Linked DNA regions of Sus scrofa: region 2 is linked to region 1. A link is a contact called in public targeted proximity ligation data. All regions are on one chromosome and are shown on one strand. The core of a region is the stretch at or near the end of the contact, and the rest is flanking DNA. Distances in the headings are between cores, read along the strand shown. Region 1 overlaps LOC110260342 (a long non-coding RNA gene). Region 2 holds the start of OLFML3 (olfactomedin-like protein 3).

Region 1 (2,700 bases), core at 168-2,667:
TTGTTGTGAAGTATGAAATGATTTTTCCAAAGGCTCACAGCACACTGGAAGCTTCTTCAGGGAGCACCAGCATGCAGATAGGGTTGTTTTAAAAATACAGCTTGAAAGCAAATAAGCAACAAGTCCTTGATCTCAAGTCCGCACAGACTAGCCTTCAGCTTCTGCCCATATAACAGAGAAGATTTATCTTAAAGGGCCAGGACGTCTCAAAGCAGGTCTCATTCCCCAATAGGAGCCTTCCATTTTTTTCATACACCTTTAGCAGTGAAAACATTTGTACCCCAACCCAATATAAGTACTATATTTCTTTATCTATAAACTATAGATTCGTGTACCTCTATTATTAGCTAGTATCTCAGGATTTAATATACACTTAGGGTGAGCTTATAATAAACACCAGCAGAGAAAAGGGTGCAGTCCTCTTGATAATTTCTAAATTTGTTTTTGCCAACTACTTGTCTGATCTGATTAGATGGTCCTCGTTTCTAACGTCATAATGTATCAGACAATGAGCAGATATCAGCTTAGGAACAATATGCCATTTTCTTATTGTTTGCTTGGATTTGTGTTATTCTCTTCAAGATGCTCTTTCTTTCTTTGCAGGGTTCTTAAGCCACTTCTCCATTTTGTGAAAGTTCATTTAGTTAAAACGAAATGGTGTAAATCAGCATATCCTCACAAATAGCACAAATGAGCTACAACACCCTGAGAACAAATGCGTGAAGGAAGGTACAACCATCAGCCTCTGTGTGTGTGTGTGTGTGTGTGTGTGCATGTGATACTCAGTGTGCCTCAGGATACCCCTTACAGTCACTGTGACATGGGACCAACAGACACACAGACCAAACAATCATGTAGGGGTCACTCTGTATATTAAATGTAATTAAAGCTTGACTCCTTTCTTATTTTTAGTTATTAGCACACATTCCAATATTTTCTTCCTGTACCCTTGATACATCACTTGGCACTTCCTAAGCTGCCCAGTCTCCACTCTGGGGTATCAGGGCCATGTCCTCCGAGATTCAGGCACCATCGAGGTCTACATCTGTGGGTACATTGGTGGGGTTTTGATCCCCCTCTGAGTCAGGTCACCATCAAACAGACTTCAAACCTTACATCAGCCTTCTCTGGAAAGGCCCTAGAAAGAAAGGAGGAGACACACAAGGCTTCCACCACCCCTCCCTCATGCGTAGTCACAAGACAACCACTAATCCGATTTCTGGGCATTGTAAATAGAGTGGTTATAGACTAATGGACTTCCCTGGAAAAGTCCACTCATAAGGCAAAAGAGGAAATTAACAAATAACCGTATGTGATTGAGGAAGGGGATATGGGAATTTTTTTTGAAGCTACTGTTCCTTTGCCCACAGGTCTTATGATGTGCTTATGCCTCATCCTACACCACAGCATGTATCACCGTGGGCTGCAATAGCTGTTTTTGCATTTGTCTCCTTTACAAGATTGTAGGTTCCTTGAGGCAAGACCAATACAGTTTTGCAGCTTCAGTGCCTTGCATGGTGCCTGGTTTAGTAGGTGCTCTATAGAAGTTTTTGAGGCTACACACTTGGGGATAATTATTAGAAGCTGTGAGGACCTAGAGAAGATACCAAAAGTAAAACACTTAGCACAGGGTAAGTATCTTATTTCTCAATAAGTATAAGTATCTTACTATCATGTAAGATAATTGCTTAATCGGTGAGCAATTTTATTAGGATATTTTTCAACAGTACTTTGTAAACTGCAAAACAGTACATTAGTTTATGGTTTTGAATTCTTCCATTTCCACTGTAGAAACTAATCTCCTGAGAAATATCAAGAGTCTCGAATGTGCCCAGGCCCCATTACCACTCTGGGGTACACAGTCATTTTTAATTAGGCTACATGTCTAATTATACCAAGTAAGGTATAAGATGTATAGTTTTATTCTCTCTACCCTTGCACCTGTGATTCTAGAATCAGCTTTGTAACAGCCTTCCTAGTTAGTTCATTTCATGCTGCTACATCTGCTACTGTTCCATAGAAGTAATCTAACCAGTGACCCATTATTCAACAGCTTGTGCCCCGAGACTACACTGCTTCAACGGTCCCTTTTGGTACATTCACTAAGCCTTTGGCTCCTTTCTCAGAACCCCCATTGCTTACCAGCAGTGATGAAAATTCCTTTCCATCCATCCGTTTATCCATCCATCCATTCTATAAATCATGTGTTTTCTCTTATGCCTATGACGTACCTGGCATTATTGTAGATAGGGGGTGTATAACAGCGAACAAAACAGGCACACGTGTCTGACCTCATGGAGCTTACGGTCTAAATATAATAAATAAGTAAAACATGTAAGATCAGACAGCAGTTAAGTGCTAAAGAAAAAAGTAAAGCAGACGTGGGGGACAGGGAGTGTGGCAGAGTTAGGGGGGCAGGTTGCATATGTTAAAAGGTGGTCGAGTGAAGTTTCACTGAGAAAGCAACACGTGTGTAAAAACCTGGAGGAGAGGATGGAGCCAGGGGGATCCTGGAAGAAGAGCTTGCCAGATGAAAGGACCAAAGCTGAAGACCTGAGACAGGAGGGTGTCTGTGACCAAGAGGAGGGAGCAGAGGGATGTATGGCAGGAAACAGTAGAAGAGCCCCGTCGGGCAGGGGCTGTAGGATCTGAACTTGTTTGCCTTATACTCTGAGTGAGACTCGAAGCCAGTGAATGCAG
Region 2 (2,700 bases), core at 138-2,637, 260 kb before region 1:
TAGAGCCTGTCCCTGGGGCTTAACATTACTGGCCCTGACAGGATGGGGGAAGCCCCTGGAATTAAGTGAGCATCTGGCCCAGGTCACAGTGGCCTGACCTCAGATCAGCTTAAGGCTTTAGGTCCTCTCAGAATTTGTATTTCCAACTTCTCCCCTTCGGGGTGAGAGAGGAAGTGGGAAGGGTTAGGTACAGCCACTCTAGGCTCAGCAGGACACTAGATCATTCCAGAGTTTTCAGTCGCTTCCAGGAAGTGATACTACAGTCAGTGCTCAGCTAAAATCCCCAGGCCCAGGAATAACTCCACTTAAACAGTTGTGACCATCCATCGTCCTCCACTAGAGGGGCTGAGCTTGACTGCCTAGAGCCAGGCAAGCACAGTAGTGTGTGTTTTCTTCAGCATTATTATGCAAAACCCACTGGTTAGGGTGATTTATTTTAGGATAGGAAATGAAATTGCCTCTCAGTGACAGGAATGACCCAAGCCTGCTTCCTATTTCGATTTTTTTTTTTTTTAAACTGATGGATGGTGCAGCATGTCTACATGGTTGTTTGTTGCTAAACTTTATATAATGTGTGGTTTTGATTCAGCTTGAAAAATAATCTCACTACATGTAGCAGTACATTTTATGTACATTATATGTATTGTTAGTATTTCTGCTTTGAACCCTTGATATTGCAATGGAATTCCAACTTTATTAAATGTATTTGATATGCTAGTTATTGTGTGCGATTTAAACTTTTTTTGCTTTCTCCCTTTTCCGGTTGTGCGCTTCCTTTTACAACAAGCCTCTAGAAACAGTTTCTGAGAATTACTGAGCTTTGTTTGTAATGCAGATGTACTTAGGGAGTATGTAAAATAATCATTTTAACAAAGGAAATAGATATTTAAAATTTAATACTAACTATGGGAAAAGGGTCCATTGTGTAAAACATAGTTTATCTTTGGATTCAATGTTTGTCTTTAGTTTTACAAAGTAGCTTGTATTTTCAGTATTTTCTACATAATATGGTAAAATGTAGAGCAATTGCAATGCATCAATAAAATGGATAAATTTTCTGATTCAAGTGGCTCTCTTTGATTTCTGTTGTAAGTGTTCCAAAGGGTCGGTAATAGGCATCTTTGGAATGGCCAGGTCCATTGCATCTGAACCTCAGTAGAGTGTTAGAGGCAAATTCATTCTTCATACAGATCTCCACGCAGAAATGAATAGGGGTCGGTAGAGGACGCTTCCCAAGAATGGAGCGTCCAGGGCCCTAACTTAAGATCATCTGGATCTGGCCCTCTGAAAGAGGCACAGACTTCTCACACTGGTTGTAATTAAACTTTGCCTCCTAGCATGTTCCACCAGACATCTAAAGTAGCAGAATGAAAATAAGAATAACCACAAGAAGATACTATTTTTTTCCCAGAGGAGAAGGACATCTGATCAGATTTCTCTTGATTAAAGTGAGTAAAATTTCTCCTGATAAGGAATTAGAGCTTCATTCACTGCAGGTCTCTGAATAAATGCTGTGTTTGTTTGAATTCTTTTGATGCATGTGTTTTAGGACAAGGGTACCTTACGGTGGCCATTAATTCATTTTGGGCTGGCTCCTGCAGTCCTACTTTGGATATGGAAATGAGAAACATTTAGAAAGGCCCTTTGGGGCCATAACCAAGAGAAATGATCCATAATCTCTTCTCTCCTATTGGTAGGGAAGTCAGAATGCATTTATTTTGATTTAGACTCAACATGTTTTTCTGATTTTTTTCCCCCTAAATAGATGAGTGTAAAATTAATGTGAACTCACTCAACACTCCCCAAGTTTGGTAAGAGAATATGCATAGATGATTTCAGGCAAAGGAAGACTATATATAGAAAAGCTCTGCTGTCAGTCTCACGTCTAGATAATCAAGAATTAATTTACTCATTTCTCAATGACCTATTTTTGGGCTTTTTTTTATATAATTGTTTATTTCAATTACATTCTCTTAGGCTAAATCAGAGAGAGATTGAGATAGCCCTCATAAATAATTGAATAGCCCCATGGGGAAGGCTGCATTTTAATCATGAAAATCCCTGTAAATTCAATCTACTTGGCTTGCTTTGTGGAAAATTTTCCTCAAGAGGTGAAGTCTAAGCCTTGGTTTCCCTGTTAATCCTGAGATGACATCAGGTGCTTATTTAGCACAAGGTGGCGCCAATGAGCTCTAGAAGAGGTAGTACAGACGACCTCCAAGGCCTTTTTTCCCATCTCTTCCCCATAACCCTCATCACCCCTGCTTCCGGCTTCCACTAAAGGCAGAAAACAATTCACACTATTTTATTGCCGGTAAAGGAAGGAATTAATGAAGGATGTTTCTTCATTCAGCACTGGGAGCATTCTGAAACAGGAACAGAGTTTGCTGTTTTCTCTGGGGCCTCTGCCTCCTGCTGCTAGCATCTTTTCCTTGGTGACTGCCCAGAAGGCCTTTGCCCTGGGGTTTCCAATCTCCTTCCCTTCTTCTGGGGAGCCTACCAGCCCAGGCGGGAGGTGGTTAAGGCTTCTGGCTTCTCTGTAACAGGGCCATCTGTGTTTGATCAATCCAGGCGGAAGGGAGGGGGTGGCGGCCCGTAAGGAGACTGAAAGCATTCCAGAGTAGTGAGGGAGACTGGGAGATCCAGAAAGAGAGGAGGCACCGCCCCCAGCCCGCCTCCAAAGCTAGCCGCGCCGCCCGC

Evidence for each region.
Region 2: a contact with region 1 is called in a targeted proximity ligation map of alveolar macrophages. A contact is called at or near these places in 20 of 47 Hi-C or Micro-C datasets (adipose tissue, alveolar macrophages, embryonic fibroblasts and 11 more) and 1 of 2 datasets of targeted methods (alveolar macrophages).

Annotation. Positions count from the first base shown.
Region 1 is chr4:106,304,993-106,307,692 of Sscrofa11.1, reverse strand. All of the region lies in intron 2 of LOC110260342 (a long non-coding RNA gene), which reads left to right. Among named protein-coding and RNA genes, the nearest start is that of SYT6, 110 kb to the left of the region's middle.
Region 2 is chr4:106,569,773-106,572,472 of Sscrofa11.1, reverse strand. It overlaps OLFML3 (olfactomedin-like protein 3), which reads left to right and starts at 1,387. Exons shown (of 3, transcript XM_021090022.1): 1 at 1,387-2,700. It overlaps HIPK1 (homeodomain-interacting protein kinase 1), which reads left to right. Exons shown (of 16, transcript XM_021090012.1): 16 at 1-1,064. All of the region lies in intron 2 of LOC102157897 (a long non-coding RNA gene), which reads right to left.